Regions from separate parts of the Mus musculus genome. Here all the other regions are linked to region 4. Evidence: chromatin contacts called from public Hi-C, HiChIP or PLAC-seq and promoter capture Hi-C data. All regions are on one chromosome and are shown on one strand. The core of a region is the stretch at or near the end of the contact, and the rest is flanking DNA. Distances in the headings are between cores, read along the strand shown.

Evidence for each region. Promoter capture Hi-C pulls out the DNA fragments that hold promoters and counts their contacts. A called contact is a pair of places that touch in the nucleus more often than the background predicts. HiChIP or PLAC-seq counts read pairs in DNA pulled down with a chosen protein or histone mark.
Region 1: a promoter capture Hi-C map of liver shows a contact between it and region 4. The contact joins the promoter of Itgal here to the promoter of Tlcd3b in region 4. A contact is called at or near these places in 13 of 39 promoter capture datasets (the C10 cell line, cranial neural crest, embryonic stem cells and 7 more), 1 of 484 Hi-C or Micro-C datasets (liver) and 1 of 9 other capture datasets (adipose tissue).
Region 2: a Hi-C map of bone marrow-derived macrophages shows a contact between it and region 4, with 17 read pairs. The contact joins the enhancer-like site here to the promoter of Tlcd3b in region 4. A contact is called at or near these places in 20 of 39 promoter capture datasets (3T3-L1-derived adipocytes, the C10 cell line, the HPC-7 cell line and 12 more), 9 of 484 Hi-C or Micro-C datasets (CD4 T cells, CD8 T cells, LSK cells and 6 more), 9 of 115 datasets of contacts at active chromatin or transcription factors (the 230-238 cell line, bone marrow-derived macrophages, craniofacial prominence and 4 more) and 5 of 9 other capture datasets (adipose tissue, embryonic stem cells, liver and 2 more).
Region 3: an H3K27ac HiChIP or PLAC-seq map of microglia shows a contact between it and region 4, with 5 times the contacts expected there. The contact joins the promoter of Dctpp1 here to the promoter of Tlcd3b in region 4. A contact is called at or near these places in 11 of 39 promoter capture datasets (the C10 cell line, embryonic stem cells, fetal liver and 7 more) and 3 of 115 datasets of contacts at active chromatin or transcription factors (bone marrow-derived macrophages, embryonic midbrain and microglia).

What each region holds. Positions count from the first base shown.
Region 1 is chr7:127,291,862-127,298,557 of GRCm38.p6, reverse strand. Itgal (integrin alpha L) reads right to left here and starts at 2,298. Exons shown (of 31, transcript NM_001253872.1): 1 at 2,035-2,298; 2 at 841-940. The coding sequence starts at 2,089. It overlaps Gm31897 (a long non-coding RNA gene), which reads right to left. Exons shown (of 3, transcript XR_378503.3): 3 at 6,662-6,696.
Region 2 is chr7:127,162,934-127,170,047 of GRCm38.p6, reverse strand. No RefSeq gene overlaps it. Among named protein-coding and RNA genes, the nearest start is that of Spn, 29 kb to the right of the region's middle. Within about 2 kb of position 3,712, at least 24 of the 459 cell types and tissues checked have an H3K27ac peak or open chromatin away from gene starts, as enhancers often do. A contact at or near this core is called in the HPC-7 cell line, bone marrow-derived macrophages and trophoblast stem cells, where this site is marked.
Region 3 is chr7:127,257,826-127,264,553 of GRCm38.p6, reverse strand. Dctpp1 (dCTP pyrophosphatase 1) reads left to right here and starts at 3,887. Exons shown (of 3, transcript NM_023203.1): 1 at 3,887-4,031; 2 at 5,086-5,196. The coding sequence starts at 3,931.
Region 4 is chr7:126,819,830-126,827,137 of GRCm38.p6, reverse strand. It overlaps Tlcd3b (TLC domain containing 3B), which reads right to left and starts at 3,835. Exons shown (of 5, transcript NM_029978.1): 1 at 2,926-3,835; 2 at 2,044-2,127. The coding sequence starts at 3,050.

The sequences.
Region 1 (6,696 bases), core at 1,049-3,548, 470 kb before region 4:
CAATACACCTCTTACTCTCCAGGCGAGCTCTGGAGTAGCCCCTATTTCCTAATAGCCAAATAACATAATTCTAGACGTTAAAGCTTCATTTCATTTGCATACTAGAAAAATTCAAGGCCCAAAGAGTGTCTGCTAGGTGGGCACCTTCATTTAGTCATCAATTCAAAAGCTATTTGTGACTAGGTGTGGTGACATAGGCCTGTCACCTCTGCTATTCAGAGACAGCCAGAGGCAGGAGGACAGTAGCCCCAAGCTAGCTGTGGGAATTTAATAAGACCCTGTCTCAAAAAGAAAATAAAAAAGAAACCAGGTCTGGTGGCATCTGCTTGTGATCCCAGCACCTCAGAAGTAGAGGATAGGGGGTCAGAAGTTCAAGGCTCTGCTCAGCTACAGCAAATGTAGAAAAACTGATCTACAGAGGCCCTGTCTCCAACCAAAGAACACAAACCCTGATGTAGCTCTATGGAGAGCCTGCCTAACACACATAGACCTGGTATTCAAACAGCAGCACCACCAACAACAACAAAGCCATCAATGCCCAAGCCTGTCCTACTATGTGCTTAGCTTAGGACAAGCCTGTCCTACTATGTGCTTAGCTAGTCTTTGAATTGGGAAGCAGAGAGGAGATGGTCCTCAGACACTCGTGTGGCTTAGGACCCATCACCCTCACTCTATGGTACTAGAGAGAGCCTTGCTCCTGTTTCAAAGATTCCACCTAGCAGACACTCGCAGAAGAGAGGCCAACCCCTGACATGGGACAGTCCCCACCCCTACCCCTGGGCAGATGTGGGGCCCTGCATACCCTGCTGCTGGAGGGTAGTTGAAAGAATAATAGCTCACCCATCTTCAATCTGCAAGACCTGGTACCCAAAATGTCTTCCAGCTTGTGCCAAGAAGCTCTGCGTAGGCCGTGTGTCCAGGTTGTAGCTCCAGGCCTTGGCTGCGGGGAGCAAAGCAGTCAGCTGCTCCCTATCTGGACCCCCCCCCCCACACACACACACCCCACACACACACAGACCACACACACACCCCCACACACACACACCCCACACACACAGACCCCCCCCACACACACAGACACACAGACACAGACTAGTGCTGCCTCTGAGGCCTGTTCCTCCAAACCCACTCATGCTCTGAGGCTGCCTACACCCAAGCACAGACTGGTGGCGCCAGGACTTTCCCTCTGAGGCCTGGACTAGAGACTAGGAGACTACACAGTCTGTCTCCCAGGGTAACTCCTCCCAGACCCAGAGGACTCAACTTCCCCTTGGACCTATTGGGAAAGAAGGAAGGGTAAGAAGGCGGAGGCCCATGAGAAAGAAGCCAGGGAGGGGGCCTCCAGGCATAGAATGACCAAGTTCCCAGGCAGGGACTGGGAAGAGTCTGCCCTGAGGCCCCATGGCTGCCACACTGACTGCGCTTCTCTGGGCACCTTGCATCCCAGCACCTGAGAAGTGACCAGCCTCATGGAGTCACCATACCCAGAACCCAGCAGGTGACTTAAGTTTCCCAACTCTACCCACCAGACATAGGTATCTCCCGACCTTTTAAAATCCAACACCGCCCCTCCCCCATCTTAGGCAGCTAGAGTGCCCTCTGCAGCCTCTAAACTGTCCTTTTCTGGTCCAACTTTCCTTACAGAAAGACTTATAGCACCTTGTGTCCTGGATATCAGAGATGAGGGTACCCTCTTCACCTCCCTTCAGGTGCCCAAAACTCCCAAGCAGACATAATACAAAGGAGGTGGAGTAGAAACCTAACCCAGCCTTCTCCCATCCTGAGTCCTTCCAACCATCTACCTAAACACGTGAAGGCTCACTCCACCTCCCACCCGCTCTTCCTTCCACGCCCTTCGATATCATGCTTCAAGTTTGTGTAGGTTCCCTCTTCTCTCTCCGGGATTCCTGGGTCCCACATCACCTATACCGTCCATCCCCTGGAGTGGCTCCTCATCTTCTTTGGCTCTACAGAGCCTTCTGGTTTCCCCTGTCACAGACAACGTCCCTTTCCCCTCCCTCCTGGATTTCCTACCAAACAGCTGGAGTCCCAGTAGCAAAAGTCTGGGGCCCGCAATCCGGAAACTCATCTGCGCTTAGGAGGGACCTGTGGGTCCGGACTCGATCTCAGAGAGCTCTTGAGATTTGCTGGCAACCTAGACCCGGGAGGAAGAGGGAAATGGTGGCTTCTCTTGCATGGGGCCCCTTCCAGTGGAACTTTCTCAGGGCTGCCAGGCTGATGACACTGGGTGGGGGTGGAAGGAGGGGGTGCGCTCCTGTCCGGGTTGTGAAACCTCTCTGTTCAGAGAGGAAGTATAAGCAGGTTAGATACATTTCCTGTGCCTACTTGCATTTTCACATCATCCAAGAGCAGACAGCAAGGCGGTTAAATTACTGCCACTTCAGCTAGGCAACCTCCGCTCTCACACCAGGCCCCGGAAGATTCTTCAAAGCCTGATAGAAGGGAGTAGGGAGTAGACTCGGGGGAGGGAGGGGTAAGGGGGGGGGAGGGGAGAAGTGCTGTAATTATATTATCTAAAACAACAAACAAACAAACAAACAAGCCAGATAGAGGGTTGCTCAGGAAGCATCCCTAAACCGTCCCTGCTTGAACCACACAGGAAGATTGTGGGTGACAAAAGGATGCATGCAGAAAAGAGAGCCTGGAGCAAGCCACAGAGCTGCAGGCTTCAGAGCTAATTTCTTTTTTCTTTTCTTTTCTTTTCTTTTCTTTTCTTTTCTTTTCTTTTCTTTTCTTCTCTTCTCTTCTCTTCTCTTCTCTTCTCTTCTCTTCTCTTCTCTTTTCTTCCTCTCCTCTCCTCTCCTCTCCTCTCCTCTCCCTCTCCTCTCCTCTCCTCTCCTCTCCTCTCCTCTCCTCTCCTCTCCTCTCCTTTTCCCTTCCTTCCCTTCTCCTTCTCCTCCTCCTCCTCCTCCTTTTCTTTTTTTCACATTTTTTTTTCCCAAGACAGGGTTTCTCTGCGTAGCCCTGGCCACCCTGGAACTTACTCTGTAGACCAGGCTAGTCTTGAACTCAGAGATCTGAGATCTGCTTACCTCTGGGATTACTGGTATGCATGCACTACTACCATTTGGTTAATTTTGTTTCTTTTTTTTTTTTTTTTTTAAAGATTTATTTATTTATTATATGTAAGTACACTGTAGCTGTCTTCAGACACTCCAGAAGAGGGAGTCAGATCTTGTTACAGATGGTTGTGAGCCACCATGTGGTTGCTGGGATTTGAACTCTGGACCTTCGGAAGAACAGTTGGGTGCTCTTACCCACTGAGCCATCTCACCAGCCCCTAATTTTGTTTCTTAAAAAAAAAAAAAAAGAAAAAGAAGCCAGGCGTGGTGGCGCACACCTTTAATCCCAGCACTCAGGAGGCAGAGGCAGGCGGATTTCTGAGTTCGAGGCCAGCCTGGTCAACAAAGTGAGTTCCAGGACAGCCAGGGCTATACAGAGAAACCTGTCTCAAAAAAACAAAAAACAAAAAACAAAAAAAAAAAAGAAAAAGAACTCAGGACACAAAGACAACTCGATAACAACTTTAAAAAGACAACTTTTGAGGGATTCTTTTTTTATTTCTTTTCTTAAAAAAAAAAATCACTGGGCCCATGGGATGTTTTTTTTTTTTTAAGAAAAGAAATAAAAAAAGAATTTGAGGTGTTAGCTCCACCCAAAGAGCCCACATAAAGGTCAAGGTTGTCTTCTGCCCTTCACATGTGTTCCCTGCTCCCCGTCGTACACACATAGTAATTTTTAAATATTCAAAGTTTTATAAATAAATATATTTTTCAAAATCAAAAATAACAATAATTTTCCTAGTGCAGGGATCAAACTGATGCATTCTATTGCAAAGCTTTGCCCCTCAGTTCATATTATTTATGGGGGGCGGGGTGTTGTTGTTTTGTTGGGTTTTTGTTTGGTTGGGTTTTTTTTTCATTTTGTTTTGAGACAAAGTTTCTGTACGTACTCCTGGCTGTCCTAGAACTCACGCTATATACAAGGCTGGCCTCGAACTCATGAACATCTCTTTGCCTCTGCCTCCAGAGTTCTGGGATTAAAGGCATGTGGCATCACGCCCAGCCATTTATGTTTTAAACGAGCACTCTCCCACTAAGCTACCTGCCCAGCTCATTTCTTTAACCATGAAATAGAAATGGCTGACAAAAACATGAAGGAATGCTCAACAACATTAGTTATTATAGAAAGAGCACGGCAGCCTGTAAGGCCTGCAATTGGGGATGGAGACGGGCATGAGGTGCACCTAAGGCAAGCTACAGTGCAGACAGACCCTGAAAACAGACCGGGGTGGGGGTGGGCGGGTAGCAACCAGGTGCAAAGGTTCAGATGTGGAATTTCATTTGAGTGACATGTCCAGAATAAGTAAATTTTTGTGTGTGTGTTGTTGGAATCAAATGTAGTGCCTCAGGCTTGTATTTCAGTTGTCTATCACTGAATTGCGTCCCCAGCCCCCAGACAGGTAAGCCTGAAGAGATGAAGCGTGGATGAGTGACTGCCGAGGAGCAGGAGGAGAGCACGGCTGCTGAGGAGTTCAAGTTTTTTAATGATTCATGTTCTGGGTTGAAATGGTAGAGATGACTGTACAACTTCATGAACATATATGAGAAAAGCTTTTAAATGAGTGTATGTCTGTGTCTCTTTCACTCTCTGTGTGTTTGGTTTTTGTTTAAGATAGGCTCTTGATTGGCCCAGGTTGGCCTTATACAACAATCTTCTTCTGTATTGGCCTCATAGAAACAACACACTAGGTCTGAATATATTAACAGTGACTGAACTGGCCACTTACTTTTTGACATAAGTGTCAAAAAACGTGCAGTGGAAAGAACACTTAGCACCTTGTGCTTGCAGGGCTGGGTGTCCAACTGCAGAAAGATAAAATGAGTGATGTCTCTAACCCGGAAGAAAAATCAACTCAAAGTAGGTCAAAGTCTTTAATACTCAAAGTGTTACAGGAAAACATGAGAAATACACTTCACCATACAGGTCTAGGCCAGCTGTGGTGACACTAGCCCAGCACTTGGGAAGCAGAGGCAGGGGGATCTCTGAGTTTGAGGCCAGCTGCTCTACAGAGTAAATCCCAGGCAAGACAGGACTACATCCATCAGAAAAAGGAAAACATGAAATATATATTTCTCAGAAGAAAAAATACAACAAATGGTCAATAAGTTATTTTTAAAAGTGTGCAATATCCCCAGTCCTCAGAGAGATGTAAATTAAAACTACTTCTACATTGTGCCTCACCCTAGTCAAAATAGCTGTCTTCAAGAAATCTAGCAACAAACACTGATGAGGATGTGGGGAAAGAGGAACTCTTATTTACTCCTGGTGGAAGCACAAATTAATACAAAAATATGGAAATCAATATGGAAATTTCTCAAAAAATGAAAACTCTAAGTACCATATGAGTGAGCTCCACTCCTCCTGGGCCTGTGCCCACGATAAATACCCTACCTCAGTGCCACTTGGTCTTCTGAGCTTAGTGTTCTGTGCTCAGAGAAGCAGAGAAACTGAGGCAGCTTAGACGCCCATCAACGGATGATGGATAACAAACATGTAATATAGATACATTCTGGAGTGCTATTCAGAATGTAAGGAAAATTAAGCTGTGACATTTGTAGAAATATGGATGGGTCTGGAAAGTATAATATTAAATGAAGTACCCAAACTCAGAAAGACAACTACATAATGTTCTTTATCATCTGGGGGTCTTAATCTTTAAAGTACAAATGTATTTGTATAAACAAGTATGGATAAAGCCTAAAGAACCAAGAAGGGGCCAGGCGTGGTGGCACACGCCTGTAATCCCAGCACTTGGGAGGCAGAGGCAGGCAGATTTCTGAGTTCGAGGCCAGCCTGGTCTATAAAGTGAGTTCCAGGACAGCCAGGACTACACAGAGAAACCCTGTCTCAAAAAACCAAAAAAACCAAAAAACCAAAAAAAACAAAAAAAAAAAAAAAAAAAAAGGAAACTGGGCAGTGGTGGCACACGCCTTTAATCCCAGCACTTGAGAGGCAGAGGTAGGCAGATCTCTGAGTTTAAAGTCAGCCTGGTCTACAAAGTAAGTTCCAGGACAACAGGAACCTAGAGAAACCCTGTCTCAAAAAAAAAAAAAAAAAAAAAAAGACACAGTAAGAGCAGGTGGATCAAGAGTTTAAGACCATCCTCAGCTACTTTGTAAATTCAAGGTCAACCTGGAGTATATGAGACTCCATCTCAAAGATAAAACAAAATAACATTTGTATGTGTGTATTTTGAAAATCTTGAGGATGAAGCTGATGAAATAATTCAGTGTGTTAAAGTACTTGCTGCAACCCTGGTGACTCGACTTCAATCCCTGGGACCCATACAGTAAAAATCAAGAACTAACTCCCCCATTATTGTCCTCTGACCCACACATGCATGCCCTCCTACAATCAATCAATCAATCAATCAATCAATCAATCAATGTATTAAAAATAAAAATCTTGCCAGGCATGGTGGTGTACATCTTTATTCTCAGCACTCTGGAGAAAGAAATAAACAGATCTCTGAGTTTAAAGCCAGCATGGTCTACACAGCAAGTTCCAGGACAGCCAGGGCTACACAGAAGAACTCTGCCTCAAACACACATACACACACACACACACACACACACACACACACACACACACACACATTGAGCTGCTAGACAG
Region 2 (7,114 bases), core at 2,463-4,962, 340 kb before region 4:
TCATTTTGGAATGGTAATGTATTGTTGTGGTATTGAAAGTATACAATCTGCCTTTTGATTTTGGTTTTGATTTTATAAGGGCTTATAGTTAAGAGATGGCATGAATCCCGGAAGAGACTTTGAACTTGAACTTTTAAACATTGTTGAGACTGTGATAGACTATGAAGACTTTTGAAGTTGGACTAAATGTATTTTGCATTATGCTATGGCTGGGTATGGCCCCTATAGTCTCATGTGCTTGAACAAGCCTATGGGGGCCAGGAATGGAATATGATGATTTGAGGAGCCTCTCCCTGGCAACCTGAAAAAGAATCCTTCTGGCTGCCTTCAGGTCTAGATGTAGAACTCTCCACTCTTCTACATCTGCCTGCATATTGCCATGCTTCCTGCCATGATGATAATGGACTGAACCTCTGAAACTGTAAGCCGGTCCCCAATTAAATGTTGTCCTTTATAAGAGATACCTTGGTCATGGTCCTTGCTCTTCACAGCAATGGAAACCCTAAGGCAGGTCCACTGCAAAGCAGTGCATTTTCTTCTCTGTTAAATTATCTCTCTGGCTCCCAGTATGAGTTTCGATGCATGTAAGTAAGAGTGTGATACACAAGAGCATTGAAGTTGCCAATTCCAATTAATCTCTTCTCTAATTGACCCAGTGACAGCTACGAGTTCCCCAATGTTCTGGCACACACACAGCCTTATATTTTAATATGACTTAAACAGCTTAATGGCTGAGCCACTCCCAAGCCTCCACATGGCTAACACCTGCCCTCTAATATTATATTCCTGAGTTATTACTTACTAAAATCTACATTCCATCATAGTTGCCCTCAGCCCAGTTGGGGCCTCCCTGGGGCCTCTCTTCCTCAGCTCTTACATGTTGGCTGTCTGTCCTGCCTTCCTCAGCTCTTACATGTCGGCTGTCTGTCCGTCCCACCTTCTCAGGCATGGTAGCTACTCCTTTCCCAGCACGGCAGATACCCTCTTCCTCCTCCCTCGGTCCCTTGCCTGAGAGTCCTAAAGTCCCACCTCTGTCTCCCTGCCCAGTCACTGGCTGCTGGAAACTTTATTTACCAATCAAAACCAACTGCGGGCAGGGTCCCTCAGTATCTTATGTGCAGATGTGCAGATTCTCCTGTAGTTTTGGTGACCAAATTAACACAGGTAGCATTAGACCAAATCCACAACACAAGACAGCTCAAAGTGATGATGGTATTAAGAATGTGGTTGGTTCTGACAATAAAGTCAGAAAAAGAAAAAAAAAAAGGAAGTTTTATAAAAAAGAAAAAGGGGACATGGGGTGGAGTGTGGGAGCTGGAAAGATGATTCATCATTTAAGAGGACTGGCTGCTTTTCCAGAGGACCTAAGTTCAATTCCCAGCAACCACATGATGGCTCACAACCCTCTATACTGGGATCTGATGCCCTCTTCTGTCCTGCAGGCATAGATGCAAATACAGCACTAACATGTATAAATGAATAAATCTTGAAAAAAAATTTGGAGGAGATGGCTTGGTTGCTAAGTTGCTAGATGCACAAGCATATGAGTTCCATCCCCAGAACCAAGTAAGCAAAACTGAGCCTGGAGGCTCGAGAGATGGCTTGGTGTTTAAAACATGGGACCGCCGGGCGTGGTGGCGCACGCCTTTAATCCCAACACTCGGGAGGCAGAGGCAGGCGGATTTCTGAGTTCGAGGCCAGCCTGGTCTACAAAGTGAGTTCCAGGACAGCCAGGGCTATACAGAGAAACCCTGTCTCGAAAAACCAAAAACAAAAAAAAACCCCAAAAAAACATGGGACCAAGTTCAGTCTTAGCACCACACCAAGTGCCGCACAACTGCCTATCACTCGAGCTCCCAGAGATCTTATGCCCTTTTCTGCCTTCACACACACACACACACACACACACACACACACACAGAGAGAGAGAGAGAGAGAGAGAGAGAGAGAGAGAGAGAGAGAGAGAGATACAAACATACAGACACACAGATGTACAAGACACACACACACACAGAATTAATTAAGCAACCAGAAAAACATACACATACTTATACACACATGCATACACTCATGCACATATGCTCAGAATTAGAACCATCTATAATGGGATCTGATGCACACACACACACACACACACACACACATGCACAGAGAGAATCAGTGAAAGCAACCAGAAACTTAAGGGAAAAAGAAATGATGAAATCCCAAATCATAGAACCTACGGGTTTTCCAGCCCTGACCCTGACAGGCCAGCAGAGGCCCCTGCCTTTCCCTTCCCTGAGAAGGAGATCCTACCAGGGAAAGATACCTAAAGGATGCTGCCTGTCCTCGAGGCTCGAGGTTCGTCCTCCCCTGGCCTCATTCCCCAAGCATTACACAGGATCCCAAGGTGAAATAAAGGCCCTGGGCTCTGACCTGGAGCACTGAGCCCTCTGAGTCCTGATATGGAGACCCTTACTGCCTGCTCAGGGGCAGCTCATGATGGCTGGCTGCAGGGACCCTGGATGCCAAACTCAACCAGGAAAAATGCTTTGTGAGTTTATTTTTTGTTTGAAACAGGGTCTCACTATGTAGCCCTCCCCACCCTGGAACTTGCTATGTAGACCAGGACAATTTTATTTTATTTTATTTATTTTTTTACCAGAACAATTTTAAACCCACAGAGATCTACCTGCCTCTGCCTCTCCAGGGCTGGGATCACAGACACGCACCACCACCACAGCAGTGGTATTTTACAGAAACAGAAACTTCATAGATCAGTTTTTCTGTTGTGGAATATTAGCAACTGGAAAATAGAATTCCAAGAGCCTCAGTATACAGACAAATGCCCAGCAACAAGCCAATAGGCAGAGCTGGGTCAAATCCTGGTTGTTCTATTGCTGTGATAAACAGCATGACTAAAAACATCGTGGGAAGGAAAAGGATCATTTCATGCAGTCTACCCTGAGGGAAGTCAGGGCAGGAACTCAAGGCAGGAACTGGAGTAGAGGTTGGGGGGTGGGGGGAAGCAGGGAGATGGCTGCTGCTTACTGGCTTGCTCTGCATAGCTTGCTCAGTCTGCTTTCTTCTGGAACCCAGTCTCCCTTGTTCAGGGGTAGCACCACCCACAGGAGGATGGGCCATTCCAGAACAATCTTTAATCAAGAAAGTGCCCTACTGGGAGGATGGACAGAATAAAAGAGATGAAATTCTCTGCAGCAGGGGGATCAGCCTAGCAAGGACTGAACACTGACAGCTCCCTAGATGCTCTTTATTGTTACCTAAAAGGCACCTTATCAAGTCAATTTCCACATACCAAAACTTCTTATCTGATCTCCCGGTTGTCTTGAAAGACCCGCCACCTAAGCAATTCTCAGTCACTCCACACTTCCTGGTTTGTCAGGCATGCCCCTAGACTAAGTTATGCAAAGGCTCTGAGAATAGTTCAAAAGAACAACCTTATAAAGTCCCAGATGATAATTACCAACAAAAGGCTACTTCAAAGCTTACACGCGCCATCACTCCAGATTCATGTGCAATACGAGAATTCTAAAATCCTGTCACAGATATGCCTACAGTCTAAAGGAGGTATTTTCTCAATTGAGGTTCCTTTTTCCAGAAAACTCTAGCCTGTGTCAAGTTGATACAAAACTAACCAGGCCCCAAGGCTGCTAGGCATTTGGAGAAGGCAAACCCCTTCGTCTGTGACAGTTGTGACAATGTGACAGTGCAGATAGCTCTTGGACACAGGCTTCCCTCCCTGTCCATTTACCCAGTAGCTGGATTGCTGGATCAAATGGTTCTGTTTGCTTTTCGTGGTTTTGGTTTTGGACAATGTCACACGTGGTTTCTCGTATCTCACATGAATCTGGAGTGATGGCGCGTGTAAGCTTTGAAGTAGCCTTTCGTTGGTAATTATCATCTGGGACTTTATAAGGTTGTTCTTTTGAACTATTCTCAGAGCCTTTGCATAACTTAGTCTGGGGACATGCCTGACAAGCCAGGAAGTGTGGGGTGACTGAGAATTGCCTAGGTGATGGCTCTTTCATGACTGTACTGGAACTTTCCATGTAAGCTAGGCCAGGCTGGCTTTGAACGCCCCCCCCCCTTCTTCTCCAGTGCTGGGGTTGCAGGTGTGTGCCGCTGTGCCTGACTCTCATTTCATATCATTTCAGCGTTATGATATCCCAAGACCTTTCAAACGATACTTCTCTTTTTCTCTAGGGATTAAACCCTCTCATGTGATGCACATTGTCTGCCATGGAGCTACTTCCCAGCCCGGTTTCTAGCATTTTGAGGAACCTTTGTACTGTTTTCCATAATGGTTATACTAATTTGCATTCTCACCAAGAATGTCTGAGTGTTCCCTTCTCCTCCTCCTCTCAAGCACTTCTTGTTGCTGTTAGCTTTGCTTTTTGAAGCACAGGGTCTCAATTTATAGCCCAGGCTGGCCTCAAACCTGTGGGTTTCCTGCCTCAGCCTCTTGGGTGATAGGATTAAACATACAAGCCACCAAACCTAACTCCTGGTTTTCTTTGCTAGTTTCTTTATTTTTTTGAGATAGGGTTTTTCTGTGTTACATCCTTTTCTGTGTTACATACTTTCTGTGTAGACCATGCTGGCCTCAAACTCACAGAGATCCTCCTGCCTCTACCTCCCGGAATTGCTGGGATAGAAGGCATGCACCATTACACCCAGCTTCTAATTCCATATTTTAAAAGGTTTTATTTTTTTGTATATGTGTGTGTGTCTGTGTGCAGGTATGTATATGCACGTAAGTGGAGGCAAAGATCAACCTTGTGTTAGACGGGGTCTCTCACTAGGCCCTGGACCTGGCTGTTGAGTGAGCCCCAGGGACTCCCCTGCAGTCAGCTCCCCAGAACTGAGATTATGAGCAACACCAGTGCTCCCAGATGTTTTGTGACTTTGGTTGCATGAGCCCACATACCTGCGTCCTTTTGAGAAATGTCTACTCACAAGAGCCTCTCATTCTTTAGCTTGTTTTCTACTGTTTTATTGTTTGAATATCTGGTCTACCTATCTTTTCTATCTGATGGGTAGTTTGCCCCCCCCCCTTTTTTTGTCTCACTTTGTAACCCAGGCTTCCCTGAATCTACCAGGCTGGCCTCAAACTCTTGATCCTCCTATCTCAGTCTCTTAATGCTGGATTACAAATATATCCCACCATACCCTATATATATATTTTTTCACTTTCTTTGTTCTAAACATTGCACATGGGGACTGTAAAGGCTAATCCCATTTGCCCAAGGACAGGTAACTCCCTGGGCTGCTGTTCACGTCAGATAACAAGGCCTGTGTTTTCCCTTCAGTACACAAGCTTGGTTGCCCATGCTGCACAGGAAGACCTTGATCGCCAGTAGGCAGAAGACACATGGGCAGGAAGTAGTACATCAGGATGTATGGAAGCAGAAAGTACCAGAGCCTGTGGGTTTGACCTTTGTAGGCACCCGTCTGACCTAATTGGGGGCCAATCTTCATGGATCCTGGGTATGGATCTGGCCAGGGTCCATTGTCCTAGCCAGTATTACATAAAGCTTGCTTTAATAGGTCAGTTGTCGATTTGGTCTTTCTCTTAGAAATTTTCAGCTTTAACACTCCCTGCATGCTAGCATGTGCACAGGGACGCAGCTGCTGGGGTTGTTTCTCACTTTCTCCTGCAGCTTGCAGTTGGAGTGGAGACATGTCACTGGCTTGTTCATGCTGACTTAGCGCCTGCTACATGATGCCATTCATTTACCAATCCTAACATTTTTGGTGGAGTCTTTTTGGTTTTTCTAGAGACAGCCATTTGCAAGCAAAATATACTTCCTCTTTCCCTATGGGGTGCCCCCTTTTTTTTTCTCTTGCCTAACTGGTCTGGCTAGAACACCCAGTGCTATGCTGAGTTAAGGTGGTGGAGTTGGCAACTTCTTATGCCAGAGCTCCGAGCTCTCCTCTCCTCTTGTCCTCATTTTTGAAGCTAGCTGTGGGTTTGACTTGTGTGGCGTTTACTGTGTCAAAGAACCAGACCTTCTTCACACGGTTCTCTTTTATCTGAGTGTAAGACCTCGACCCCGACCTTCAGTCAGTGGTCCTTACTTCGAGATGCCCCTGTGTGAGACACAGAGATGCAGATCGATGTGAAAGCAAGAGGTTTATTTCCTTGGCATGTCGGGTCGACCTTCAATTAGCCCCTCAAGGTGAGTTACTAAGAAGGCGACCGAGAATGGCTATTACAAGCAGTTTGTATACTTTTTAGGGGCACAGGTTACATCAGCAACGTTACAGTTCAAACTTATTGGCCAAGTGTATTGACCTTTCAGTCTATTGGCTAGCAAGCATGACACACATTTGAACTCTACCTGGGACTTTCCAGAGGGTCAGGTAACTATCAGTCAGAAATTTTTACTCAAGAATGCTCCTGTGGGTGGAGAATGAAACTTGGCCTAGCCTTGACTCCGGGCAGGAGGGGGAAGCTACAAGGAGGGTGTGGGACTAGAAAACCTCTTAGTGTCCCTCATGAGTACGGTCTTTTGAAGTGACCATATTATTGTTCTTCAAGTAGTTACTGTGCTGTTTCTCATTTGTTGATTTGTGGAAGCCACTTCATCCTTGGGCAAATCCCACCTGGTCTGGAGTGTGGTCCATCGGGAATGAACCTTTTTGTGCATCATTGTCTGGTTTGGGTATCGGGGTGATGCTGATCTCACTGAATGGATTCGGAATCCCTTCCCCTTAGGTTTTTGGTTTTGTTTTGTTTTTTTGGATGTTAGAAGACTTGACATTTGCTCCTGGAACCTTCTAGGCTGGCCTAGGAGGTTAAAAAAAAAAAAGCTCCTGCTGTCAGTCTGAGGACCTGGGCTGGAGCATCAAGACCTAAAGGAGGAGAGAGCTCACCACACAGCATTCTCCAATGCCCTGCACACGGCACTGTGCGTCACCACCAGCATTGCTGGTGCACACACAATTAAGTTGAATTAAGAATGAACTGGGGGCGTGGTGGCACACACCTTTAATCCCAGCACTTGGATGTAGAGGCAGGTGGATCTCTGTGAGTTTGAGGCCAGTTCTGATTTACATAGTAAGCTCCAAGATAGTCAAAACTACCCTGTCTCATTACACACCCCATGTTCCC
Region 3 (6,728 bases), core at 2,638-5,137, 440 kb before region 4:
TCAGAACTGACCCCTCCTGCTGAGAAGCCTAAACCCATCCATCAGTATCACTTGATCATCCCATGGAACCCAGGTGGGCACCAGGCACGTGAGTGATACACAGACATGCAAACAAAACTCTGATTTAAAAAAAAAAAAAAAAGATTTATTTCATGTGGTTGCTGGGAATTGAACTCAGGACCTTTAGAAGAGCAGTCAGTGCTCTTAACTGCTGAGCCATCTCTCCAGCCCCCTGATTTTTTTTTTTTTTTTTTTGGGGTCTGGGTAGTGGTATCGCACGCCTTTAATCCCAGCATTCAGGGAAGCAGAGGCAAGCAGATCTCTGAGTTCGAGGCCAGCCTGGTCTACAGAGTGAGTTCCAGGACAGCCAGGGCTACACAGAGAAACCCTGTCTTGAAAAACCAAAGAGAGAGAGAGAGAAAGAGAGAGAGGAGAGAGGAGAAAAGAGAGGGGAGAGGGGAGAGGGGAGAGGGGAGAGGGGAGAGGGGAGAGGGGAGAGGGGAGAGGGGAGAGGAGGGGAGAAGGAGAGAAGGAGGGGGGGAGAGGAGAGGAGGAGGAGAGAGGAGGAGAGAGGAGAGAGAAGGGTTAGTACATTTAGAGACTTTCCCTGAACTATGGAGTGGTTTCAGTTTGGCAGGCGGTACTTTCTACCTGATGAGTTCTTCAGCCTGAATGATGCTTCCACCAAGGCATCAGCTGTGCTAAGGTCTGGGGGCCTGTTGCGGTTATCATACCCTGCTAACCCAACTAACCAATCTCATACCCTGCTAACCCAACTAACCAATCACCTTTCCTTTTTTTTTTTTTTTTTTCTTTTTTTATGTATTTGAGTACACTGTCTTCAGACACCAGAAGAGGGCATCAGATCCCATTACTGATGGTTGTGAGTCACCATGTGAGTGCTGGGAATTGAGCGCAGGACCCCTGGAAGAACAGTCAGTTCTCTTAACTGCTGAGCCATCTCTCTGGCCCCAACCTTTCCTTTTTAGACAAGTTATTACATAACTAGTCTGAACTCACTATTTAGACCAGGTTAGCCTCAAATTAAAGAATACTCACCTGCCTCTACCTCTTAAGTGCTGGGACTAAAGGCGGGGCCCGCCATGCCCAGCCCAATCTTTTCACAGTGTTTTTAGTTTTGGTTGGGAGGCAGTGTGGAGGATCAAGTCCAAGGCCTAAGCAGGCCCTCCACTGCCATGCTTCCTCACTGCGCAGGTATAACACAGCCTTCAAAACCAAACTGTCTGAAGTCTGGCACTACTAACTTAACAGTTGTTTAAGTGCCTTACTTTCTCAGTTTCCTTCTCTGTAAAGTGGGCATGACCATAACATTACCTACTCCTAAAGGTTGCCACGGTTAGATATGTGAGGTGCTGAGTCTGGCTGCCACAACCCAGTCCATTCCCCAGGCTCATCTTACCCAGCAGTCATTCCTGTGCCCCTGAAACAAATTGCATTTACTTAGTAAAGTGGTCTCCTTTTTTGGTTTGTGTTGCTGAGACAGGGTCTCAAGTAGCCCAGGCTGGCCTTAAGTTTTCTCAGTACAGCTGAAACTCACCTTGAACTTCTGATCCTCCTGTCTCAGCCTCCCAGATGATAAGGGTTACAAGCATGCACCACACTTGCTTCAGATCCCCTTGCCTTGTTTAAACCAGTTCAGAATTGTGTCTGCTGCTTGTACTCCGTGTGAACTGCTGACAATGTCCATTGTGTAAGCAGCCTGTAACACACCGGCGCCTCTGAACTGCCCTCGCTTCTGCCGATATCACAAAGAAAACTGTGATGGCCTTCATGTCTGTCTCTTTAGATAAATGCACTAGCTTGCCAGAGGAATCTATCTGTACTTAGCAGGAAATCACTACACCATTGGGTTTTATTTATGAATTTGGTGCTAGAGTTTGAGCCAATGCTCCCTTGCATGCAAACCTCTACCACTAAGCTACACCCAGCCTCCTCTCTGATCTTAGTGTCTAGAATCTGACTCTTTCTTCCACTTTCTTTTTTTCTTTCATTTCTACAAGAATGCAAGCCCTTTCTAAAGCGGAGAACAGACAGAGTGACTATGACTGAGGTACAAAAACAAACAGCTGTACAGCTGGGTTACACACAAACAGCTGGCACCCGTCCATGCCTCATGTCTATAATTTCAGTGCTTAGAAGGCGATGCAGGGGGATTGGCATGAGTTTGACAGTACCCTAAGCTACGTAATGAGTTCCAGGGTTATAAGGTGATAGACTGCCTCAAAAACTCAAACCAACCGAACCAACAAAACAACCCCTCTTCTTGGGTAACTCCATTCCTGTCATGGTCAATGACTGACTCTGTGATTTTTCAGATTGAAAATTCTGAAGAGATTGGATAGCTCCATGGGCTGGGTACAGAACTTGCCTATCATGCTCAAGTCTCTGGGTTCCATCCTGGAACCTTTAAAAATGAAAAAGGGAAGCTGGACGGAGGTGGCTCATGCCTTTAATCCCAGCACTTGTGAGGCAGAGGCAGGTGGATTTCTGAGTTTGAGGCCAGCCTGGTCTACAGAGTGAGTTCCAGGACAGCCAGGGCTACACAGAGAAACCCTGTCTCGAAACAAACAAACAAACAAAAAATTGAGAAAGGGTGTGCAGTGCTGATAGCTGAGCAGTTGAAAACCTTTGTTACCTGCCTGGTGATGGTGGCACACACGTTAATCCTAGCACTCAGGAGACAGAGGCAGGTGGAGCTCTGTGAGTTTGAGGCCAGCCTGGTCTACAGAGTGAGTTCCAGGATAGCCAAGACTATACAGTGAAAGCCTATCACAAACAACTTTGCTCCTCTTATAGAGGGATCAGGGTTTGGTACTTCATAACCACTGATAACTCTAGTTCCAGGGGATTCTACATCTCTGACCTTTGCTAACAACTCATGTGCACACACCCAATGCACATACCTGGACACACGCATATACATAATTTTCTTTGTAATTCTTAAGGTTCTTAAGGAGAAAAAAAAATCTTACGGGTCTGGAAAGATGGCTCTAAGGATAAGACCACTTGTTGCTCTTGCAGAGAACCACAGTTCTAATCCTGGATCCGACATCTTCTTCTGGCTGTCCTGGGCACGGGCACACAAGGGGTCCAAAGACATACATGTAAATATGGAGAGAGAGAGAGAGAGGGAGAGAGAGAGATTGAGAGAGAGAGAGAGAGAGAGAATAAAAACAAGTCTTTTAAAAGAAAACAGGCTTCAAAACCTAGCCAGTGTAAACGAGCTTGGTGTCCTCTTGTGCATTGTGTAAGGCTGTGATAGTGACCCATGGGAAAGAGGTCATACCCTATCTACCTGCTACAAATGTCAGTGTCACGTAAACGCGAAGAGGAGGTATGCCTTCCTCTCCCTGTAGGATTGCTTGCAATCATTGGAATCCACTGGTGTAGGACGCTGAAATGGGTTACAAAGACTGGGTCCTCCCCCTCTCTGGAAGTATGCAGTTTTTCTCATCAATCTCTTTCAAATTGTGTGAAGGCCGTCCACGTGAAATGACCACGCACATGCTGGGTCCTTCACTTGTAGGGTTTTTGCTCTCAGTGGACCCGCCTCCTCCGCGCCTGCCATTTCACTTTGGCGCCATCTGGCGCCCATTAAGCAAGTCACGTCGCATTAGGCTTTCTGTTCTACTGTCTTTCCCAGATTGAATTTGTACCTGTCCCTTTAAGAAGTTTCGCCTGGGCGGAAGAACTCGAGGGCACAGAAGGAGAAAATACACTTGAAACTCCCTTCAGATTGGTTCAGGCCGGAGAAGGGGCGGGCCGTAGCTAAAATTCACGTATATGACTGGGTCCTCCTCCGGCTCCGCCCCGGGAACGCACTGAGAAGCCGTGATTGGTCAGAACTCTGGAGGCGGCTCCGAGCGCGGCGCGGGGTCCGCTCCCGCGCGGGTTGGACTAGTGGGCGGAATGTCCACGGCTGGTGACGGTGAGCGCGGTACTGTGGGACAAGAAGACTCTGCTGCTGCCCGCCCGTTCAGATTCAGTCCGGAGCCCACGCTTGAGGACATGTAAGCAGTCCTTGTCCGTCCTCGGATGGAGAAACTAACCTTTTTGTGGTAATGAGGAGGGTCCCTCCACGTGGTCCAGAAGAACAACACGTCCGAGGCCATCCGGGTCCTCCTGGCTGACCTCTGGAGAACCTAGCTAAATAAACATTATGTGCACAGTGCACACCTGAGGCCGGGGAAATTGGGTGACGCCCCCGGGCATGTTAAGTACCAACCTTTAATACAACCTTGGAGAGATAACAGAGGTCTGTTAGAACCTCTGCACCCCAGGAGAGATGGGTAGTTGGACAGGGGAAGCTGAAGTGTAGAATTCTTTTTTCTTGCAGAATGTCAAGGAAGGCCCCAGTGGGCAGTGTCTCAAAACTGCATCCTGTGAGTTAGTTAGACCTAGATGTGTGGAGATAGGGGCGTTAAGGTGGAGTACCGGAAGAAGTAGCAGTAGGAAAATGGAATAATAAAGGGTGTTGCTTAATTTGGCTTGAGGTTAAAATCTGTACAGGGGCACGTTCATTTCCAGATGATAAGAAAGTCTTAGCCGGGCAGTGGTGGCGAACACCTTTAGTCCCAGCATTTGGGAGGCAGAGGCAGGTGGATTTCTGAGTTTGAGGCCAGCCTGGTCTACAGAGTGAGTTCCAGAACAGCCAGGGCTACACAGAGAAACCCTGTCTTGAACACCACCCCCAACCCCAATGAAAGGCTTGTTAGGGCTGGAGAGATGGCTCAGTGGTTAAAGAGCACTGACTGCTCTTCCAGAGGTCCTGAGTTCATGAGTTCAGTTCCCAGCAACCACATACATGGTGGCTCACAACCATCTGTAATGGGATCTGATGCCCTCTTCTGGCGTGTCTGAGAAGAGTGTCAGTGTACTCACAAACATAAAATAGGTAAATAAATCTTTTTTAAAAAGTCTTGTTAAAAGTTAGTAACATAAGGACATCCAAGATGTTTGACTGTAGGATTCAGAGTCCCATGCCCTTTCTAGATGTATGCCAGGCACCTGCGTCTTGTCCTCTAACCCTGAGACTTGAACCTCCACCCCTTTACTTTATTCCAGCCGACGCCTCCATGCAGAGTTTGCAGCTGAGCGGGACTGGGAGCAGTTCCACCAGCCTCGGAACCTGCTGCTAGCCTTGGTGGGAGAAGTGGGCGAGCTGGCAGAACTCTTGTGAGTAGATGGAGTCTTCCTGGAAGAGGCTGTTTGGGGTTGGGGAAACAATGTATTTTAGCCTCAAAAACTGTGGTTGGTTTTATTTTCCTTACTGCTGTATTCTGTGCTGCTGCTAGGGATACAGAGATGACAGACGAGTCCCAGCCCTGGTGGGTGCTGGGGACAGTTTCCAGGGAGAGTGAAATGTAGAAACAGTGAGGCAGACCTAGGTCTAAGAAGAACAGTTGTCAGCAGGGCTGTGGTGGTGCACGTTTTTAATCCAGTATTCAGAAGGCAGGCAGGTGAATATGTAACTTTGAGGCCAGCCTGCTTTACAGCATGAGTTTTATGACAGCCAGGGGTACACAGAGAGACCCTGTCTCAAAGGAAAAAAGAAGGTATATGGGGACGGGGGTGGTGAACAGTTGTCACCGGCATTTTACCTCTGTGTAAGGCTGAAATAAGGAATTTAAAAGGGTGGCCTGCCAGACAGAGAACTTCCTTTACAAAGGTAGTGCAGGGGCTGCTGAGATGTCTCAGTGCTGATGAGCACTTCCTGCTCTTGCAGAAGAGCTGAGTCAGTTCCCAGCACCCCTGTGCCAGGTCACAACGTCCCATAACTCCAGTTTCAGGGGATCTGACACTCTTTTCTAGCCTTAAAGGTTCCTGCATATGCATAGTATACATGCAAACACGTGCTTACATATGTCTGCAGAATAAATAAATCTGGTTTGTTTTTTTTTTTAATAGTGAGAGAAGGGGCAAGTTAAAATCTGGGAGAATTCAGAATTATCTTTCCCAAGAAAGAGGGAGGATTTTTGTATCTGTTTTTGTTCTCTGTATGCCCTAAGTATCTGGCCCATCATAGGCATGATGTAGAAGATGGAACTGTGGAAGGTAGGGCAAGAGGCAAATCCAGGTTGATAAGACTGGAGTTAGGTGATAAAAGAGTTCAGACAGAAAGCCACATCTAACCTGAGAAGCAGAAAGATATCTGGGCCTGCGGGGCAGATTGGACGCCTGAGAGAATGGATTAGAGCAGGCTAGTGAACAGGCTGGTGTGGACCTAAATATGGGCGGTCGTTGTGGGATGAAGGGTAGAGGGCATACAAGATGCATCTGAGGGTGGTCCATCGCCTGTTTACAGATGGATCAGCATCGGTTGTGTTCCAGGTCATCTGGAAGCAGGATGGGACCTTGGACCAGACTGCCTCCATTCCTGGTGGAAGGAGACTGATAGCACAATTTTAAGTGGTCTAGAACTGTGACAAGGATTAAGGGGAAATTAAGTCAAATGTGGTGGTATGTGATGTGACCCCAGGGCTTGAGAGGCAGAGGCTGGGGGATTACATGTTCATCCTTGGCCACATAGAGACTCTGAAACCTGAGTTATGTAAGAGCCTGTCTTGGGATTGGAAGGGGAGAATAACACAAGGAGATGAGAAAGTAAGTTTCTGAGATGGGAACCTCTGAGTTGAAACCTAAGTATTAAGAACGGGAAATCTAGGAGGATTGGGGCGGGGGTGTTACTCATAGTAGAAGGAACAGTG
Region 4 (7,308 bases), core at 2,586-5,085:
ACAAAGACATCCCCAGTTAGGAACCAATGAGGAAGGCCCAACTCCTATAGCCACCCTGTGGCCCAGCACCAGATGACATAGCGGCTCTCACATACCAGGCACTACGCTGGCACTTAAATATTTACCCAGCAGCAGCTTGTTCACCTCTCACGAAACCCTGTGTTATGGAGAGGTTAAGTACTGTAGCCAAGAGATAACCACAGGAGTCCTTGCTCGGCCCCACTGTCTCGAGAAGGTCAGAGAGTTGGAGCCGGTCCCCAGGGCACCAGAGGGGCTGTCAGTGCAGCCTGCCTTTGCTCCAAGGTGGCAAGTCTATTGTTAGTTCAGGTATGGCCAGCAGTAAAGAGAAACTGCCGAGCAAAGATGCCAAGAACAGAGAGAGTTCTACAGACTTTGGAGTAAACAAATACGGGAAGCACACAGATACGCAACTCTGCGCTTTTTTTTTTTTTCTCTTGAGTCAGCACAGAAGCTTTCTCAAGTCCAGGAATCCTCAGTCAGGCCTGGGGTGGGGATGGGAGACAGAAAGGCCCAGAGGGAACAGAGCAAAGAGCTATCCAGCTAGCCACCATACACCAAGTGAATGCTGGTGAGAGGGTGTGGTGAGAACAGAGCCAGCAGTGGCTTACTCAGGTGGGCTGACCTGGAGCAGGGGACAGCCCTCTCTCAAAGGGACCCATACTGCAGTGTTGTAGAGGGATGTGACCAGGAGCCAGAGTCAGGTGGCAGGGAAGAAGCAGCTAGCTAGAGACAGCAGAAATACAGACAGGACCCAACCGTGCTCAGGGAAGGCTCAGAGCGTGCCTAGGGATGCGTTGAGGGATGGAAGCCATAGGACTCTGGGATGTGAAGAACTAGAAGGGACTCAGCCCTTGGTTGACAAGTGAGGGGTTAGATTCCATGCCTGCTCTCTCAGCAGTTAGGTGCTCAGAAGGAAGGACAGCTGTTGCCCCTGGATTAACCCTGATCCTCCCACCTACCTAAGGATTAAAGGTGGAACAAGGCCAAGAACGGACTTGAGGTTGGGAATGCAAGAGCCAAAAGGTGACCTCTAGCTAAGAATAGGTGAGAAGGAGGTGTCCGGCACCAAGCTTCTCTGGGACCCTTTAGCTGGGGAAGTGGTTGGGAGAGAGCAAGGGGAAGTCACATGGCAAAGGATCCTAAGAGGTGAGCCTCAATACGATGGAGCCAAGAATTGTTCTAGGCACTTAACACACTCAGCTCCTCCCTGCAGAGCTGTTCTGGGGAGGAGTGTGATCTCACTATAAGTCCTAGGAGGAGAGAATTCTCCCATAGGAAAAGAAGAGACAAACATACACCAGAAGGTGGATGGAGACCAGGGTCACCCAGATGATGTCCCCTGAGGCCCAAAGGACACTACAGAAGGGCATTAGAGCCAGAAGTCATGAGTTGAGGAAGGGCATCCTGGGCTCACAGCAAATTTGCCCACGGTGAGCAGGGGAAAAAAAAAAGTGCAGATCAGCACCACGGACAGGGCCCGTGTCCCCTTCACCCTCCTCGGAGCCACTGCTCAGGCCTGGGCCTTTTTGGCAGCACCAAATACTGCAGTAGCTGCTAGTGCCAATTTTTGGCCTCTTCACCCCCAACCCCCACGGCCTGACCCTCTGTGGCCTTGCTGTGTCATCCCTTTCTCTTCTGCCCTGGACCCGTGCTGAGGCTCGTCATGGATTCCAGAAGGAGTGGAGGGGTGAGCCGACATGGTGAGGAGACAGTAAGGGGCTGGATAGGAACAGAGTAGGAGCGATGCAAGAGTTGGAGAAGACATGGCTGGCGTTCAGAACCTAAGACAAGAGCCAGGAAGCTGACCAGGAACTGCTCTGAGGATTTCCTTTGATCTCCTACCCCTGCTTCCTTGCTCCTGACCTTTAAGACAGGACAGGATAAATTTATCCTTGGTATTGAGTTGCAGCAATCACATGAACTTTCTTGATCCCGAGTTTAGGGACCACTACAGATCTGGGGGATCCCAGGTCCCACATACAGACCGCTGGGACCTGGGCGGGGTGGTCCTGAGGCACTCACTGGTCATCTATGATGTGCTTGCAGGAAGTGGAGACTATGTAGCCAGCTGTGGAGGCCATGATGGCTTGGACAGAGGACACCAACCTAGGAAGACAGAGGAAGGAGTGACAATCAGGTGTGCGTCTCCCGTCTCTGTGTTGTGGAAACCCTACCCCTCAGGATTCCACATCAGCCTCCACCTAAGCCAGGCTTTCCCACCATCACTTTCAGCCAAGCTGCGCTTAGCTTCCATCCTCAGTTCCCGCCTCTCCCAGCCTTCTTCATTCCTAGTTTGTGCCAGTGGAATCATCTTCTTCCCAGGACACCAGGGAGGCGTCCTGAGGTGAGCCAGTGCCTAACAGTGAGCTCTCTCTCCCTGGGGAGGGAGGGAAGGGACCCATGAGGGCTAAGGGAGTCCCAGTTGTCCCTGCACCCAGACACCATGAGGCTCATACTTAGAGTCACTGGCCCCAGTGACCCCAGCCCCCCCCCCCCCCACACACACACTTTCCCACTATTTTCCTGATTCTTACCATGGCCCTCTTCCTGGCGGCCCTATTCTAGAGATATACAAGTTTCACTGTCTACTTTTCTACACCTTGACCCCCAAACACTAGCCCTGAAAAACACAGTCTTGCCCCTTGGCTTGCTCCTGGGTGTCTTGTGGGACTGTTTAGTCACATGCTGCCCTGCTTTAGAGGGAGGATAGGAAGGTGCTAAGGGAAGCAAGCTCAAGCTCAATAGTAGTCCAGATGGCTGGGTTTCAATGAGGTCCAAGGAGGGAAGGAAGCTTGGATGTAACCTACCCACCACTACTGAGCCCAGGGGCGTGCTGGGGTCCCTTCCCCATGAAGCCTGTTGGAGAGAGAGGGGCTGAACTCTCGGGGAAGGCATGCCATTTACCTGGCGGAGACAATGACTGCGTCGGCCTCCTCCCAGCGCAGCTGGGGCAGCCTCTGGAGCGTGTTCTTGGATAGGAGGAAGAGTCCGGGGAACACCACCCCCCCAGCCACCATTGGGGTAAGCATGGTGACTTGAACCCGGGCAGGGAGACCAGAGGGTCCAGAAGGGACAGGAAGGCCAAATTGAGGGAGGGAGTTGGAGGTGAAGAAGGGATTGCCAAGCCAGAAAGGGAGAGAGAAAGAGGGAGGGGGAGGCACAAAGGGGCCAGGGCGGGGACAGGATGGGACAAGAGGACCAGTTCAGGGCAAGGGAGAAAGGGACTTCAATGAGATTGGGGACACAGAAAGAAAGGGCTAGCTAGGTGGCGGGGGGGGGGGGGGGACGACAGAGCGCTGGTGAGAGGATGGGGAGAGACTACCAAGGGAGGACTTGATGAGAGGACCAAGAGGGAGAGGGGACAGGAGGAGGAAGATGCAGTGGGGGAGGGGAGGGAGAACCGCGGCAGGTGGGGGGGGGGCTTACGTGGAGAGGCTGGGAGGGCCCAAGGAGGCGGGGTGGGGGACGGTGGTGCCAGCCCTGAAAAAAGGGAGGGAGGAAAGGACGGAGCGGAGCGGAGCGGAGGCGCAGCTGGGCAAGCGGTCACCAGTCAACACCGCTCTCCCGCCACCACAGGCTACCACCTCCTCCTGCTGCTGCCGCTAGAGCCCCGCTGCCCTGTGCAGACACCGCACATGGCATTATAGAGTTGGTGCCCAGCCCCCTGCCCCCTCTGTGAGGAGGGGGAGGGGGAGGGGAAGCCACCAGCTTGGGGAGGGTGGGAGAGGGGGAGGGAAATGATGGCACCGACCAGACACCAAGAAACCGGACCTGCAGCAGCGTTGTCTCCCATGCAGCTCTGAGCCACAGCAGCGGCTGCGACAGAGATGGGGGGGGACAAGGAAAGAGGGAGGGGGAGGCCCTTAAAGAGACAGGAGCTGCAGTGCAGGGGGCTGCTGGGGACAAGGGCTTAGGGAAAGGATGGCTCTTCTCTTAAACCCCCCCCCCCCCCCGGACACCTCCACCTAGCAGGAGTACTGAGCCGCCTTTCCTGTCAGCACTTTAAAAATGTCTGGCATTTCCTTCTGCTGGTGCTTATAAACATAAATGGGTGTCCCTCAGTGGCCTGCAGGGATCTCAGCTTAGGGGTGCTCACTCCAGCCAAGAAGATTTCCTGAAGAAAGCAGCCTGAGTAGATGGTGTGTTCCCTGAAGGCACAGATAGGAACAAGCCATTTCACGGTGTCCTTCAGACCCACAGCCCCCTCCACCCCGCCCGTCCGCCTCTCCAGTCAGAGGGAGTGGAAACTACATCAGTCACCTCGCTTGCACTCCGACTCGCACCACAACGAGTCACTCCCTCAGGAGTGTGGCTCACTATTGTGACAGCCCAGGGGGAAATCTATGCTCCTATGCTCTTCAGAGGTCAGGGGATAGCCCTGAGGTGGGAGCCAAGGTTCCCCAAGATCAGAAAGTTAAGATGTGACAGGAACAGAGCTAAGTGGGAAGAGATGGCTGGCTGTCAGAGCCCTCCAGCATGGCTTTGATGGCTAGCACCAGGGCACTGGGAGACAGGAAGCAGTCATGTAGACCTGGTGGCACTCCAGGAGCAGGAGGATCACTCCTGGTAGCCAGCTTGGGCGACAGAGGAAGTGCTCGCCTGGGAGAGAGGGTTAGAAGGTGGGCTTGAAGAGCAGAGGGTGCTTGCTGCCTGGAAAACCCAGTGGAGTTATGGAAGCCGGGGCCCCTCCCTCAGGCCAATGGCCTCCTGGAGTCCCCTTTTCCTTGTTGCCTTGGTTCCCTGTCCTCGGCCACTCCTCAGAACAGTCCTGCTTACACAGAAGAGCCTGGTGGCTGGCTGACTCAACTTCCTCCTTTAATCCAAGGGGAAGAGCAGCCCCGTGCTTTGGCCAGGGTAATTTAGGCCTAGCACACAACTACTAATGCTCACTCTCACATGGCCTCTTAGAGCCTGGCCTTTCCCAAACCCATCTGTCCTTCAGACTTGTATATCATGGGGACTGACACCTCACTGTAGCTTGAGTTTCTCACTGACCCTGAGATGAGCCTACTTATCTACTGACAACTGACCTTTCCAGCCCACAGCCTACTCCCTCTGCGCCCTAGAGGAAGGGGCCAATTCGCTATTTTGTGCTGCCCTCTAGTGGCAGTCTGTGGGAGTGGCTGAGGGAAGTCTTGACACCCGCAGGAGTTGGGGCTACTATTAGAGACCTTCGTAGACCTGGAAACCACAGGGGAAGAGGTCCACTTTCCCAGGTCTTACTACAGACTGAGCATGGTTTATGTCAATGCTTCTTAAGTCTTCTAGGGGTTGAGGAAGGAGAAACCAAGGCTTAGAGGGTTTATTAAAGTGTCAAGATAACATAGCTATGTTCATTATTAGTAAAGTAGGATTTCAAGCTTATGTTTGCTTCACTTCAGGAAAATCCAAAGACAGTGGTGACAGGAGGCAGAGGAGGCAGAGCCCTGGGGTGCACAGGAGACAGAGGAGGCAGAGCCCTGGGGCTTCCAGGACAACCAGGTCTATACAGCAAAATCCCGGCAAAAATCCCAGGCTAGTCAGGAATACATAGGAGACCCTGTCAAAAAATAGATGCACTTAGCCTAGCTTGAGCTACTAGATGAAGGGACAGGCCTGAAATTCCAGCACTCAGAAGGCTGAGGCAGGAGGCTCACTAAGAGTAACGGGATAAAACAAAATACAAAACCTTTCAAAAGTTAGAAGATGTAACCTGGGCTACAGAGAGAGACCCTACCTAAAAAACAAAACAAAAAATAACACACACAAAAACAAAACAGCAAGGAACAAAAGCACCAAGGCTCTAAGCTGGGGCGGTGACATGGATCAGAACGTGTCTGTGAACACAGACGTGGTCAGGGGATCCAGAGCTGACTGTGGATAGCACAGGCTGCAGCAGAACAAGACAGGTTTCGGGTTTGTGCTTTTGATTTTCGTTTTTCTTTTCTGGGGATTTACAGAGTCTCCTCGGTAAATTCTGCCTTTGAGGGCTCAGGAGCTACCTAGCACATCAGGGGCTCGGGGCTCCATACCCAGCATTGAAAAGAAAGAAAAACAAAAACAAAAACAACCCTGAAGCACTGCTTTCTGCACACCCCAGTCCCAGCTCCACCCCGGCATTGTTCACCTTTATAGTAACAGCCCGAGGGCCCAACCTCTCCCACAAATACATTTTTTCCCCAGTATGATGTTGCCAGCAGAAGATAGTATCTCCTTAAATTCTCGTCTGAGTTGTCGGTTAAAAAGCAACCACTTAGCCGGGCGTGGTGGAGCACACCTTTAATCCCAGCACTTGGGAGGCAGAGGCAGGCGGATTTCTGAGTTCAAGGCCAGCCTGGTCTACAAAGTGAGTTCCAGGACAGCCAGGGTTACAGAAAAACCCTGTCTCAAAAAACCAAAAACCAAAAACTAAACCAAATAACAACAACAACAACCAAAAAACCACTTTCAGGCCAGTGGGAGGACTCAGCACGTTAAAGGCGCCTGTTGCCAATCTGAGTTCAATCCCTTGAACACGTGGAAGAGAACCATCCACAAGTGTCCTCTGACCTCCACATGTGAGCCGCGCCATGTGCACCCCCTCCGAATAAATGTTAAGAATTCTAAGCCGGGCAGTGGTGGCACACGCCTTTAATCCCAGCACTTGGGAGGCAGAGGCAGGTGGATTTCTGAGTTCAAGGCCAGCCTGGTGTACAGAGTGAGTTCCAGGACAGCTAGGACTGCACAGAGAAACCCTGTCTCAAAAAACCAAAAAAAAAAAAAAAATCTAAAAAAGTAAATAAAGGTTCAATTGTCAGCACAAACATCCCTGCCCAAGGCCAGGTTGGATCATAAAGTAAAGCTCTATCTCTGGGGAAAGCCTGAGATGCAGCTGGGTGGGAGAGCGCCTGCCTGGCTTACAGGCCCTGGCTTGGATTCACATGCTCTCTCTGTGATGCCTGGCTGGAGCCAAACCCCTTCTGCTTCCCCAGGGATCGCCATGCACCTCCTAAGGGTGTCCACAGCCCTTAGACACATGATTCTCACATGTCCCCATTTCCAAATGAGGGACCTGAACTTCAGTGACTTCACCTTTGCAAAAGACTCAGCTACCAGGGCCCCACCCACACTGTCCTGCATCCTGAGTCCACTCCAGCTGCTCTTTAGACTCACCACCAGCTCTGGCCCCACCTTCCCATCTTACTTGGATGCCACCAAGACAGCCTCTTGCCTCTCCATCCGTAAGCTGGTTCGATTCTGCAGCCCCCAGCGTAATACCACAAAGCACAGTGGGAAGAAGACACACCCCAGCAGGAAGAGCAGGGCCAT